2 separate regions of the Mus musculus genome follow, and region 2 is linked to region 1. A link is a contact called in public HiChIP or PLAC-seq data. All regions are on one chromosome and are shown on one strand. The core of a region is the stretch at or near the end of the contact, and the rest is flanking DNA. Distances in the headings are between cores, read along the strand shown. Region 1 overlaps Gm36675 (a long non-coding RNA gene). Region 2 holds the start of Glrx3 (glutaredoxin 3).

What was found. HiChIP or PLAC-seq counts read pairs in DNA pulled down with a chosen protein or histone mark.
Region 2: a contact with region 1 is called in an H3K27ac HiChIP or PLAC-seq map of large pre-B cells, with 5 times the contacts expected there. The contact joins the promoter of Glrx3 here to the enhancer-like site in region 1. A contact is called at or near these places in 3 of 39 promoter capture datasets (the 3T3-L1 cell line, cranial neural crest and hippocampal neurons) and 1 of 115 datasets of contacts at active chromatin or transcription factors (large pre-B cells).

What each region holds. Positions count from the first base shown.
Region 1 is chr7:136,155,325-136,161,973 of GRCm38.p6, forward strand. It overlaps Gm36675 (a long non-coding RNA gene), which reads left to right. Exons shown (of 3, transcript XR_378573.2): 3 at 3,981-4,993. Among named protein-coding and RNA genes, the nearest start is that of Gm36675, 5.5 kb to the left of the region's middle. Within about 2 kb of position 4,182, at least 8 of the 459 cell types and tissues checked have an H3K27ac peak or open chromatin away from gene starts, as enhancers often do.
Region 2 is chr7:137,434,791-137,440,992 of GRCm38.p6, forward strand. Glrx3 (glutaredoxin 3) reads left to right here and starts at 2,783. Exons shown (of 11, transcript NM_023140.5): 1 at 2,783-2,981. The coding sequence starts at 2,884.

The DNA of each region.
Region 1 (6,649 bases), core at 2,932-5,431:
ATTCCGATGACTCCTGAAACTTCACATTGAGGCAGAGCTAAAGAGCAGTGTAGAATGGCATCTGCCACCAACCCTGATGATACAGAGAAAGCAAGCCTGACTCAGTGAATGTCACACAAATAATGGGTCAACAGGGTAACTTACCAGAAAGAAAATGAATGCTGTAGAATGATCACCAGGGCAATTTTCAAGTAAGATACAATGATCCTAAGATGCATATAGTGAACACAAAAGGAAATAGAGGTATTTTTATAGATGTCCTTAATGACAGCCAGGGCATCCATACTCCGTGCCAGCAATCGATTGCCTGAGAAGACAGAGAATCCGTGCAAGCAGAGGCGCAGAGAAGCCATCAATCAACCTGACCAAATTGACACACAACACACTTCACTCCCCCAAGTGCTAGTACTCACTCCAAGGACACAAGAACATTCACCAAGAAACATCCGTGTCATAAATAAATTGGAAAGAGTTGATAAAAGGCAAAATTTATTCTCCAGCCCTCAAAGAATATATTATAAACAAATTCAGGGAAAATATTTGAAAGATGCTCAAATGCTTGGAATCTAGACAACAGGTTTCTCAAATTCAGTGGTTCAATGAGGAAGTCTCAAGGATAATTTGAAAATCTTTTGAGTTGAATAAACCTTAAAATACGACTTAAGAGACTATGGGATGCAGGTGAACAGTAGTTACAAGGAGTTAAGTAGTATTGATGATATCGGAGCAGAAGAATTCTCTCAAGTCTATAGTAACTTTTGTTTTGCACGTGTGTAATGTATTGTGTGAATGCACACGTGTATCTATGCTCATGCTCAAATATCTGTGCACGTGTGGAAGCCACAGTTGGCATATGTTACCTTCTATGATCACACTCCATTTTAGTTACTGACACAAGGTCTCTTGCTGCAGTCTAAACTCAGCAATTCCAGCCAGTTTAGCTAGGCATCTGGGCCTGGGGCTCCCCTGTTTCTGCCTTCTGAGTATGGCCACCACAATGGCCCTGTTCTTATGTGGGTACTAGGGATTTGAACTCAAGATCTCATGACAGTATAGCCAGTTCTTTACCCATGGAGCCATCTCCCCAGCCCAGCAACCATAATTTTAATAATTATTATTAATCAAAATTTTCTGCCTTAAAGAGGAACAAACCAAGGCCCTAGAAAGTCAAAGGAAGTGAAGGCTAACAATAAAAGTGGGCTGAATGTTTTCTGAAAAGGCTCCATTTCTAGATTACAGTGCTATCCTTAGAGAGACTCATGGCGTTGCTGAGCAGATGGCAGGCTTTGGACACACAAAGGAACTCACACAATATGTACTCACTGATAAGTGAATATTAGCCCAAAACTTAGGATACCCAAGATATAAGATACAATTTGCTAAACACATGATACTCAAGAAGAATGAAGACTGAAGTGTGGACACTTTGCCCCTTCTTAGAATTGGGAACAAAACACCCATGGAAGGAGTTACAGAGACAAAGTTTGGAGCTGTGACGAAAGGATGGACCATTTGGAGACTGCCATATCCAGGGATCCACCCCATAATCAGCTTCCAAACGCTGACACAATTGCATACACTAGCAAGAATTTGCTGAAAGGACCCAGATATAGTTGTCTCTTGTGAGACTATGCCAGGGCCTAGCAAACACAGAAGTGGATGCTCACAGTCAGCTAGTGGATGGATCCCAGGGCTCCCAATGGAGGAGTTAGAGAAAGTACCCAAGGAGCTAAAAGGATCTGCAACCTTATAGGTGGAACATTATGAACTAACCAGTACCCCAGAGCTCTTGACTCTAGCTGCATATGTATCAAAAGATGGCCTTGTCAGCCATCACTGGAAAGAGAGGCCCATTGGACACTCAAACTTTATATACCCCAGTACAGGGGAACGCCAGCGCCAAAAAAAAAAAAAAAATGGGAATGGGTGGGTAGGGAAGTGGGGGGGAGGGTATGGGGAACTTTTGGAATAGCATTGGAAATGTAATTGAGGAAAATATGTAATAAAAAAAGAAAAAAAAAAGAATATTTCATGTAAAAAACTAGCACTCCTGGAGAACTCATATTTGGAGTACTTTTATCTTACCATTTTAACAATGCACAAGCAAAGAAAATTTAAAAAGAAAATGTGAAGATATTTAGAACTAAATACATAATGACCATAATACTCATATAAAATCTTATGAGGTATATCAAAAGCAGTAAATCCAGAGAAATTTAAAGCCCTTGAGGCGAATATTAGGAGTAATGAAGGACTCAACATCAGGGATCAAAGCCCGTATTCAATGGTCATAGGAAAAGAGCAGCAGGGATTAATGGAGAGCAATAAAGCCGCAAAAGACAAGCTTAACATTAGGAATGAATAGTACACAGTTTAGACACTGAGGAGATTTAAAAAAACGATTAAAATAATCATATTGAAAACCTCATGTAAAAGATTGGGAACATTAGATAAACTGGCTAAAAACCCGAGAAACTAAAATTTATCAAGATATAAGCAACAACAACAACAAAAACCCCACAACCCCACAAAACAACCACAGCAAACAAAGGCAAACCTAAACAGGGGAATTCAGAATCCCCGGGTGGCAAATGTCAAACCCAGATCCACCGTGAGTATGAGTTTCTAAAGGCAAGGGAGAAAGAATTTCAACCTAAGCTTCAAAAGATACCTGGGCAGAATCCACATCTACCTCAAAGAGTAGACACAGAAACTGAGTATCCTCAGTGCCTCTTCGGGGACTGATGACCCTACAGGTAGAAGGATGCACTATGGAAAAAAAGACAGTGCCCATGTCTCTCTTATAAATACAGAAGCAAAAATCTGAAGGACATCAGTGAAGAGGATCCAGCAACATAGTAAAACTATATTTCATCTTAAGGAACTCCTGTTTACGCTAGGAAAGCCGTTCTGGTCTGTGAGGTGGAGACTAACTATATTCACCTCAAACTTACAGATGATTAATGAAGTTTAATCTCATAATACAATAAGGAAAATCAACTTTAATATTAATAAATTTTATAAGAAAACTAGGGAAGGAACAGATTTTACTTATTAGAGGTATAAAATGTTATAGTACACATTGGATAATGAATAATCAAAAAATGTCTTAAGTATCAGACAAAGGGAGAAAGAGCTACTGTTTAATAAGTTGTCAATATTTTTCTGTAAGCACCAGCTATTGCACTGACAAGGGAAAAAGAAAGGGGACCTCACTGTTAAGAAGGGAGCAATATTGCAGTTATTTTCCCATACAGTTGCCTACATGGAAAATCAAAACCAAAAATACAACTTTAACCAAAATAGTCATATAGAAAATATAGGTTCTTCAATATATATTTTAGTAACAAAATTTAACAAAGTACCCTTTATGTAAATACTTATAAACCTTAAACCAGGACATGAAAAGCTGTAAGAAAACAGAACACCAGAGCAGGCATTTGGATAGAGAGACTCAGTCAGGTAAATAGGTAAAGAATATTCATAGCTGATTTCAATGGAGTTTTCCTAATGGTTTTGCCATTTCTCAGTTATTTTTTAGTTCCTAATAAGTTGTGCCATCACCTTATTATTTGATAATATCATGTAATATCTGTATATTAGAGTAGTTGTTGTTTGGGTAAAGGCTTACATATTACCTTATTTTATGACTAAATGCTTTTTGCCTCGAAATCCTTACTATCACTTAATTTCTATTAGGGTTTTTACTGTGATCTCTGGGTTGCATAATCTGATATTTCTGAATAACATAGTGGGGTTTGTAACTTGACATAACACATTTCCAGGAGAAAGTGTCATAATTACACATGCATCATGATATGGAGAACCAGAAACTGACACCTTGATATATATTGCTTGACTTATGACAGGGTGGGCACGGTAGATCAGCCAGAAACGAGGGATCATTTAATACATAACTGTGAGCCAATTGTTGTCTTTATGCAAAACAATGAAACTTGATTCCTGCCTCACCATTTCAGGACCAGCTCAGCAAATCAACTCCAGGTGCCTCACAGACAGAGTGACCCGCTGGGTCTCCAGAAAGCTGTTTCACTGTGCCCTTTCACAGTCGTGACCAAAGGGAAGAAAAGAACTTTTTAAAGCACCAAATATACCCACCACAAAGGAGGAGATGGATAGGATTTTCCCATTTGCATTAGAAACTTCTGTTCATGAAAGTACATGAAGAGACTGTTGAAAAGCCAGGCCCAGGAAGAGTCACAATGGACAGTACTAACTGGAGAGAGTCAGATGTGGAGTGCGGAGGATTCCTGCATATCAGCAAGAAAAATGTGCAAAAATGACGAAGACATATTTTCCTGAAACGGAAACATGAACATATGCAAAGCAGTTCTTGACCATGTCAGAATTCAGAAAAATTCAGGTGCAAAATTCCAGTAAGCTTCTCCTTTCTGTTACTGGTTGGACAAATGCTGGAAGCTGGATGGTGCCCTGCGTTCACGAGGCTACAGCTGAGAGCGCCTCCTCTTTATGCAGGGTCTTGTGTAATTAGAAAAAAGCACTTTGCGAGATGACTTGGTACTAGTTTATAAACATGAACACTTGATTAAATAGTCTCACTCTTACTAATTAACAGACTCCTTTGCATATATGTTCTAGAAGATAAATGCATGAGTGTTCACAGAAATGTTAACAGGGATAGCAAAACCAGAAAGCAGCCTGAATTCATCAGCCTGAAAATGAATCAGAATCCCTCTTAATAATAGGATTTAAGTAGACCATTGTAAGCAATGGGCGTGCAGTTGTATAGAATTATCAGATGCAATGCAAAACGTCTTCAGTGTAGATATAGACTATCTATACAATGATTATCAGACTTAAGGTCAAGTAGAATAATAGCATATACAGAAATACACATACATACACATACTCTCTCTCTCACACACACACACACATACACACAAACACACACACAATGATTAAAACAAAACCTAAGAGCATTAAATGAAAAATTTCAGAAAGGAGATTAATTTCTGGAGTGAGGACTTGGGTTAGAGAAAGAATATTATAGCACAAAGACTTTGGTTGGATGTGGGTATGGGCTTATCTTCTGCTTCGTATTCACAAATATTTTTGTAAGCACTGCATATGGAATTACATAAAGAACGTTTGTCATGTTGTTCTAGTTGACTGTTAAAAGAGTACCACACAGGGGCTGGAGAAATGGTTCAGCTGTTAAGAGGGCACACTCCAAGTTCAGTTCCCAACACCCATGTCAAGTGGCTTACAACTGCCTGTGATACAAGCTTTGTGTAATAGGTTTAAGACTCATTCAAAGAACGCATGTCCCTAGTATTATTTACTTTGTATAAAGATATTTACAGTATTTTAACAGGACAATTAAGATCCATCAAGGTTTCAGCCCTGTAAGGCCAACGAAAGAGGAGTGTGTTGAAGTGCTCACTAAGGGTTTCTGACCCTCAGATGTTCTCATGAAGCTTGGGTCCTGGAAACTTTGCAAAATTGCTGAAGGTCAAGCCCTACATAACCTGAGTGTTCATTAGCTGTTGGTTCAGAATATGACCACGGTGACTAAGGTGAGTGGTTATGGTAGCTGCTGCTTCAACATTCAGAGTTTGGGAGCTAGCAGGCAATTGATTGTCAGGGGAAGATGGGTAGGAGCCTGGAGGGCTATTCCCTACATGGAAATCAAAACTTACCAAGAAAGCCAGCCCTGGGTAGTCAGAGACTAATCTGCCTTTGTGCTTCATAGAACTCTAGTTCTCCTTGCTCCCCTGCTCCCCTCTACCATCTCAGGGCACTCCGGGCTTCCATCAACCACAATGCTTGTCTTTTTTCCTCAGTGAATAATTTTGGTGAATCACCCAACTGTTTTAGTTTATTCTTATGTGAATAGGCCTTCCTGAATGGGTAGACCAGTTGTCTACACAACAAGGGTCAGCACCAGACTCCCTAGGAAGTTGACCTCTTCTCTAAAGCTGTGTCTGAGTTGAGGATCTGGAGGTGAGGTTGTCCTGGGCTGTGAGATTGTGTCCTAAGTGTCATCTTAGAAAGTAAGAAGACACATACAAGAGGAGGTGGGGAGAACGCAAGGCAGAGACAAAGCTGGGCATAGGGTCAGGTTGGGGAACTTTGCAGCTCCAAGCCAACAGTTGCCCATCTTGAAGAGGCCTTGGAGGAATTGTGGCTTGACACCTTGCCATTTTAGGCATTCAGTCTTCAGGGTGAGAAGGTGACTGACTTCGAGGCCCTTCAGATTGTGGGGATTTCTCACAGCAACTGGAACAAATAACATACTTTGGAAATGTATTATTTTAATTTTTGAGTTTTATTACAGCTAATAAAAATGGAAACCATGAAGTCTCTGAGTCTGAGCCAGGGTGGGTTGAGGCAATGCTAAGCACTTCCCTTGTGGGAGCCTGTTGGAAGTCTTGCCAACTGTTTTTTTTTTTTTTGAAGCTGACAAACACCCCGGACTTGGCTTCCTGCTCTCTCCAACTTCTCTCATTTTCTCAGCTCTGTTCTGCTCCAGGCCCCCTTCCACTGGTTTTACTGACTGGTGATGCTGCCTGCTCCTGGGATTAGGAGGCTCAGGGTGGTCTCCAGCAGATGTTCTAGTGCCTTACTCAGTAGGCAGTCCAGATCTGCTGTGGTGTATCATTGAGAA
Region 2 (6,202 bases), core at 1,533-4,032, 1.3 Mb after region 1:
GTGAATTTGCTACAGTTGTGAGTTATAACATAAGTATCTGATATGGAGGATATCTGATATGTGAGCCCAAACAAGTCAAACCCCACAGGTGGGGAACTAATGGGTTAAAGAATGAAGGGCCTCCCATTAGCACCCCAGCTCTCATTCTTGCCTAGCAAGCTCTCACACTTTGGGGAGCTTTGGGCAGACCTTTCTCTATGTCACATTCAGCTATATAGTTTATATACTTAAATATAGCAATCAGAGTGGGTGTCTTAGTTAGGGTTTTACTGCTGTGAACAGACACCATGACCAAGGCAAGTCTTATAAAAACAACATTTAATTGGGCCTGGCTTACAGGTTCAGAGGTTCAGTCCATTATCGTTAAGGTGGGAGCATGACAGTATCCAGGCAGGCATGACACAAGCAGAGCTGAGAGTTCTATGTCTTCATCCAAAGGCTGCTAGTGGAAGACTGACTTCCAGTCAACTAGTGTGAGGGTCTTAAACCCACACCCACAGTGACACACCTACTCCAACTAGGTCACACCTATTCCAACAAGGCCACACCTCCAAATGGTGCCACCCCCTGGTGCAAGAATATACAAACCATCCCAGTGGGTATCCAGTCTTTATTTTATTTCTTATTCTTTTATGAAGGCAAGGTTTCATACTAAAGCCAGGCCCTCTTTTCTCTTGCATTTTACCTCCAAAGAGTTCTCTACAGTCTTTGTTTTCAGTCAACTCTTTATTCAAAGATGTAGATTCATATATACTTAATATGAAAAAGAAAAATGCTGGGTCTGGAAGCACATGCCTGTAAGCCCAGGACTTGGATGGTGGAGGCAGGGGGATCAGGAGAGCACGACAAACTTCAGCTACACAGCAAATTGGAGGTCAGCTTGTGCCACTTAAGAATGTATTTCAATAAAAACAATAATACATTTATTACCAACTAGGTACACATAGTAGGTAAGTTTATTATCAACTAGGTGGTACATACATATAAGTCCAACATTTTGGAGGTAGAAGCAAGCAGGTCGTGAGTTCAAGGCCAGTCTTGGCTTCATAATCAACTCTAGGCCGTCACGGCCTACATGAAAACTTGTTTCAAAATATAAAGGATGTGTGTGTCGAGACAGAGATAATGTGTGTACTGTCTCCCAATGATAAAACCTTGTGTCTTAGTTAGGGTTTTACTGCTGTGAACAGACACCATGACCAAGTCAATTCTTTTTTTTTTTAAAGATTTATTTATTTATTTATTATATGTAAGTACACTGTAGCTGTCTTCAGACACACCAGAAGAGGGCATCAGATCTCATTAAGGATGGTTGTGAGCCACCATGTGGTTGCTAGGATTTGAACTCAGGACCTTTGGAAGAGCGGTCAGTGCTCTTAACCGCCGAGCCATCTCTCCAGCCCCGACCAAGTCAATTCTTATAAAGGACAACATTTAATTGGGGCTGGCTTACAGGTTCAGAGGTTCAGTCCATTATCACCAAGGTGGGAGCATAGCAGCATCCAGGCAGATGTGGGGCTGGAGGAGCTGAGAGTTCCACCACTTGTTCCAAAGGCAGCCAGGAGGAGACTGGCTTCCAGGGAGCTAGGATGAGGGCCTTAAAGCACACACCCACAGTGACACACCTACTCCAATAGGGCCACACCTTCTAATAGTGCCACTCCCTGGGCTGAGCATATACAACCCATCGCACCTTGCAAACCTGTAATACAATACTATAATCAGGATGTTAATGTCCGCGTGTGACCCTGATGTCTTTCTGAGGTTTCTATGGCTTTATTGGTATTGGCGTATGTTTATTTTCTTACAGTCCTAAGTTTGGGGTTCTGCCCCCCCCCCCCCCAGCCAAGAAGCAGAACAATTTGTCCTGTTGCATTTGGAGCACTGTGATCCACATTTTTAGTAGGGGTGTTTCTCAAGATGTGTGTGACACAGCTTCCAGGGCTTTTGTAATCATAGGAGCAGGGCTGCCAATAGGATACAGGAGTGGCCACCGCAAGCAACTCTCCTGTGTTCTTTAAAATGGCTCAGTGAGCAGAGGTAAAAGGACATATTTAATTCCCAATCGATCGAAAATATTTCAATCTGTAATCTGTTACTGTTACTCAGGCTGGCCTGGAACTCACTGTAGAGCCCAGGCTGGACTCAAACTTAAGGAACTTCCTGCCTTAGCATGGGAAAGAGTGTGGAGAAGATACCACTGGCGAGTCACTGCCCGTACAGGGAAGCTTCTAGTAAGAGGGTCATGGAGGCTGGGCCTGGGTGGGAAGGTGCAGGAACTCTAAAAAGGAGCCTAACGGTTCTTAGAGGCAATGGGGCGAGCCATTTAGGTCTTGTGTCAAGGCTGCAACGGCTAACAGGTGTCACAGAGTTGTACTGAAGGTTGATTATGGGGTTCTGAGGGCACCTCTAGAAGAGTTCGAGTTTCCTCCAGGACTGAGGTACAAGGACTATCAGGGTTGTGCTCAGACACTATTGTTTTTTTAGTCTTAAGACTTCCTAGTTCATCTTTATGCAGCTTCATGTGAGATTTCAGCTTGCCAATGTTCTATTCTGACTTCACTCTAATTTACAATACACACATACTTACATCCCTTCCTATTACAGGTTTCTGAGCTCCAGAGCTACAACAGCCAGGGGCCAAGGCATCTAGCTAGTTAGCACACCAATACAAAGCAAGGAGGCTCCGCTAGCCCAACCCAGAGCCTCCCAGTTCTCCCAGTCCGAGGGCGTGACCTTCAGTGCCGGAGGGCGTGGCATAGTGTGTCAGGGGTGGGCCCCCGATCTCAGCGGGCGTGGCTTCCCCGTGCGCAGCCTCCTCGCGTGTCCGTCCGGCCCTATCGAGCCTCCGGCGCTCGACTGCTGGTGTCTGGCGGAGACAGCATGGCGGCGGGGGCGGCCGAGGCAGGCGAGGCAGCCGTGGCAGTGGTGGAAGTCGGCTCTGCCCAGCAGTTTGAAGAGCTACTGCGCCTCAAAACCAAGTACGCGGGGGCGGCGAGAGGGCCCGGGGACCAGAGGGCGGCGGGCCGGGGGGTCACGGGACTTGGGGGCGGCTTCCCAACGCGGCACGTCCGGAGCTGAGCTCGTGGTCCAACGGCGGCCCTACTTGGGCCGCGGCGGTAGCCCCTCCTAGGGAAGCGGCCCGCGGCGGCCCGCGTGCACAATGGACCTGCCCTCCGGAGACCCGCATGTGGCGCCTCCTGAAGGAAGCCTTGGCTGGCGACCAGCCTGCAGGCCCAGCTAGGGTCCCGGGCTTTCCTGAACCACCAGCCGGCTAAGGGAGGGTCTGCGGCGGCCGGGTGCGCGCGCCTCGCCTTTGGCCAAGCCTTCCTGAGGCCAGCCCTGGGGATGCGTGGGAAACCAGGACCTCGGCGCTCTAGGATGCTGCCCTGCCTTGATCTGCATGCAGAGTGGTGAGGGAGGGGTTTCAGGGCCCACTGCCGGGGATCCCCAACCTCTCCTTAGCCCCTTATGTGCTTGTAATCCTGGGGCAAGTTTCCTAACCTCCCCTTCGGCTTCCTCCCGGGTGAATGGACCGGTTCTGTTAAAGCTCTGTTTTGTGGTTGGCGTACCGGAAGCTCTCTCCACTAATGTGGGGGCCTTGGTATCCTCACTGAGCAGAGTGGGCAGGTGGCAGATTGACTGGCTGACATCTGCTACTCCATACAGTATGGAGGAGAATTACAATAGCTCATTCAGAGGCTGGCAGTGTAGCTAGTGCTTAATACACAAGAAACCCTGAGTTCAACTTCTAGCACCGAAAACAACAACTCATCTTCATCAACAACAAAACCAGTCCTTTCCAACCCTTTCGCATTTCAGGTTTACTTGATTTTAAATTTTTTTCCCCCCAAAGAAAAGAAAAAGGGAGAATGAGAGTAACATTAAGTAGAAGCTGACTTCTGATGGATCCAGCCAGGTCGTTTACCAGGCGTTTCGGAGGACGTCAGAGATGGCCTCCTGAAGTGATGAGGGCTTGTGTGGACATGTCCTGAAAAGCTTGAACTTAAATCGTCTGAGAAGATTCTTTTATGTGTGTGTGTTTCACATGCTTAGTTTGTCTTTATGTTTCATGTGTTAAACAGGCCTTAGTGGGTAAAAGTTAGCATGCCATTTATTCTGCAAGTTCAAGGTCAGTTTGATCTTCATAGTGAGTTTCAGGCTAGCCAGAGGTATATAAGGAGACCCTATTGTAAAAAATCAGGAAACAAACATTTCTTTCCTCTCAAGGGGGGTGGGGGGCAAGACAAGAACAGCAACAAACCGCAAACCCATCTGCATGTATTCTTGTCACTGGTGTCTGCCTGAGATGACTCGGGAGACAGTGTTCCCGTCTGCAGTGACTGTTCAGAATGGGTCATGGGAAATGCTGTGTGACACCTGGGGAGTGACACCTGGGGAAGGATAGGAAGCCATCAAGAATACTAAATACGGGCTGGCGAGATGGCTCAGTGGGTAAGAGCACCCGACTGCTCTTCCAAAGGTCCGAAGTTCAAATCCCAGCAACCACATGGTGGCTCACAACCACCCATAATGAGACCTGATGCCCTCTTCTGGAGTGTCTGAAGACAGCTACAGTGTACAGTGTATTTATAATAAATAAATAAATCTTTAAAAAAAAAAAAAGAATACTAAATAGCACTTGTGGGTGCAGCCATTTCCATGTCAAGGCTTTTCAGGGTTGGTGTGGGTTGAAGTCTACTTTTTTGTTTTATTATTATTTTTTCATCATTTTATGTGTATTGCTGTATCGCCTGCAAGCAGCTGTCCACCACAAGCATGCAGTGCCCTCAGAGGCTAGAAGAGGGCGTTGGCTCCCCTGGGATTGCAGTTACAGATTGTTGTGGCCCCTGTGTAGGTGCTAGGAATGGAACTCCCTAGTCTTCTGTAAGAGCACTTAGTGTGCTCTTAATCATTGAGCCATCTGTCCAGCCCCAAAATTTTCTTTTTATATTAAAATTCTAACGTATTTACGTACTTGTAACTTTTTCTATATATATTTTTATATATGAAAGTTCTTATGTCTATGTAAGTTTTATGTTTATGTAAGTTACTGAAATCTCAGTTTCTGTCTATATAGTGGGGGTGGGAAATGGGTACCAGAGTTTGTGCCCATTCATAAACCACTTTATTCATAAACACACACATACACCCACACACACACACACACACACACACACACACACAGAGTCTAGAGTATGGTAGCGCTTAGCATTGGTAGTATAATTTGCAAGTGAATAACTGGAGTATGGAGCACTACAGTAGAACAGCAAATGATTATTGGCTCTAATGGTTCCATTGATGGAGAAATGAGACTCATTATGTCTGCTAAAATATTGAGATATTCTGGGGTGTAGTGTAGCTCAGTGGTGGGGTGTGTGTTCAAAGCTCTAGGTTTGAGCACCAGTGCAGGGTGTAAGGGAGCCATGTTAATGAGTATTTCAACTCCATCTTTCTGTAAACGTTGTCCTAGAACAATGCATTGGACATATTGGCCTGTCTGTTATGAGGCAGAGACTGGTTCCATACAGTACACAAGAGGGTGACATCCCTGTTATATGTGCAGTTGGCATTCCATGCTTAAGTGGAAAATAAGAGCTAGGCATGTAAACATAAGAATATCTTGGGCAGTAAATAATCATTCGCATTAAACACATGCAGTGGTGTTATCAAAGCACTTTCTTGTCTGATCTTCTACCAACCCAGGACTCTTTATAGTTGTGGGTGTTCAAAGCATTCAAAGCCATGTTAGTGCCATTGGAGCAAAACTCAGCTCTGTGTGCATACTTTCTTCTTCCTCCTGCCCTTCTTTTTGAAGCCAGGACTCATAATGGAGGCTGGCCTGGAACCCTAGATGTAGCTGAGGAAGCCCTTGAGCTCCTGATCCTCTGCCTGTACTTGTGAGTGCTGTGGTTAGAGGCAGGCATCAGCACACCTCGCTCTCCTCTTTTGTTTTTCACACTTGGGCTCATACTGGGAACAAAGCCTGGTCTCTTGTTTTAATTTAATTATTATTATTATTTTTAACTCTGCTGGAATTAAGCCCAGGGCCTGAGGCATACCAGACTCTGCCATGAGTTATATCTCTATCCACCGACTGTAATTTTTAAAAGCAAGCCAATATTGTCAGCATTTACTTATGCCATTAAAACTTCTTTGCAAGCCAGGCGTGGTGGCGCATGCCTTTAATCCCAGCACTCGG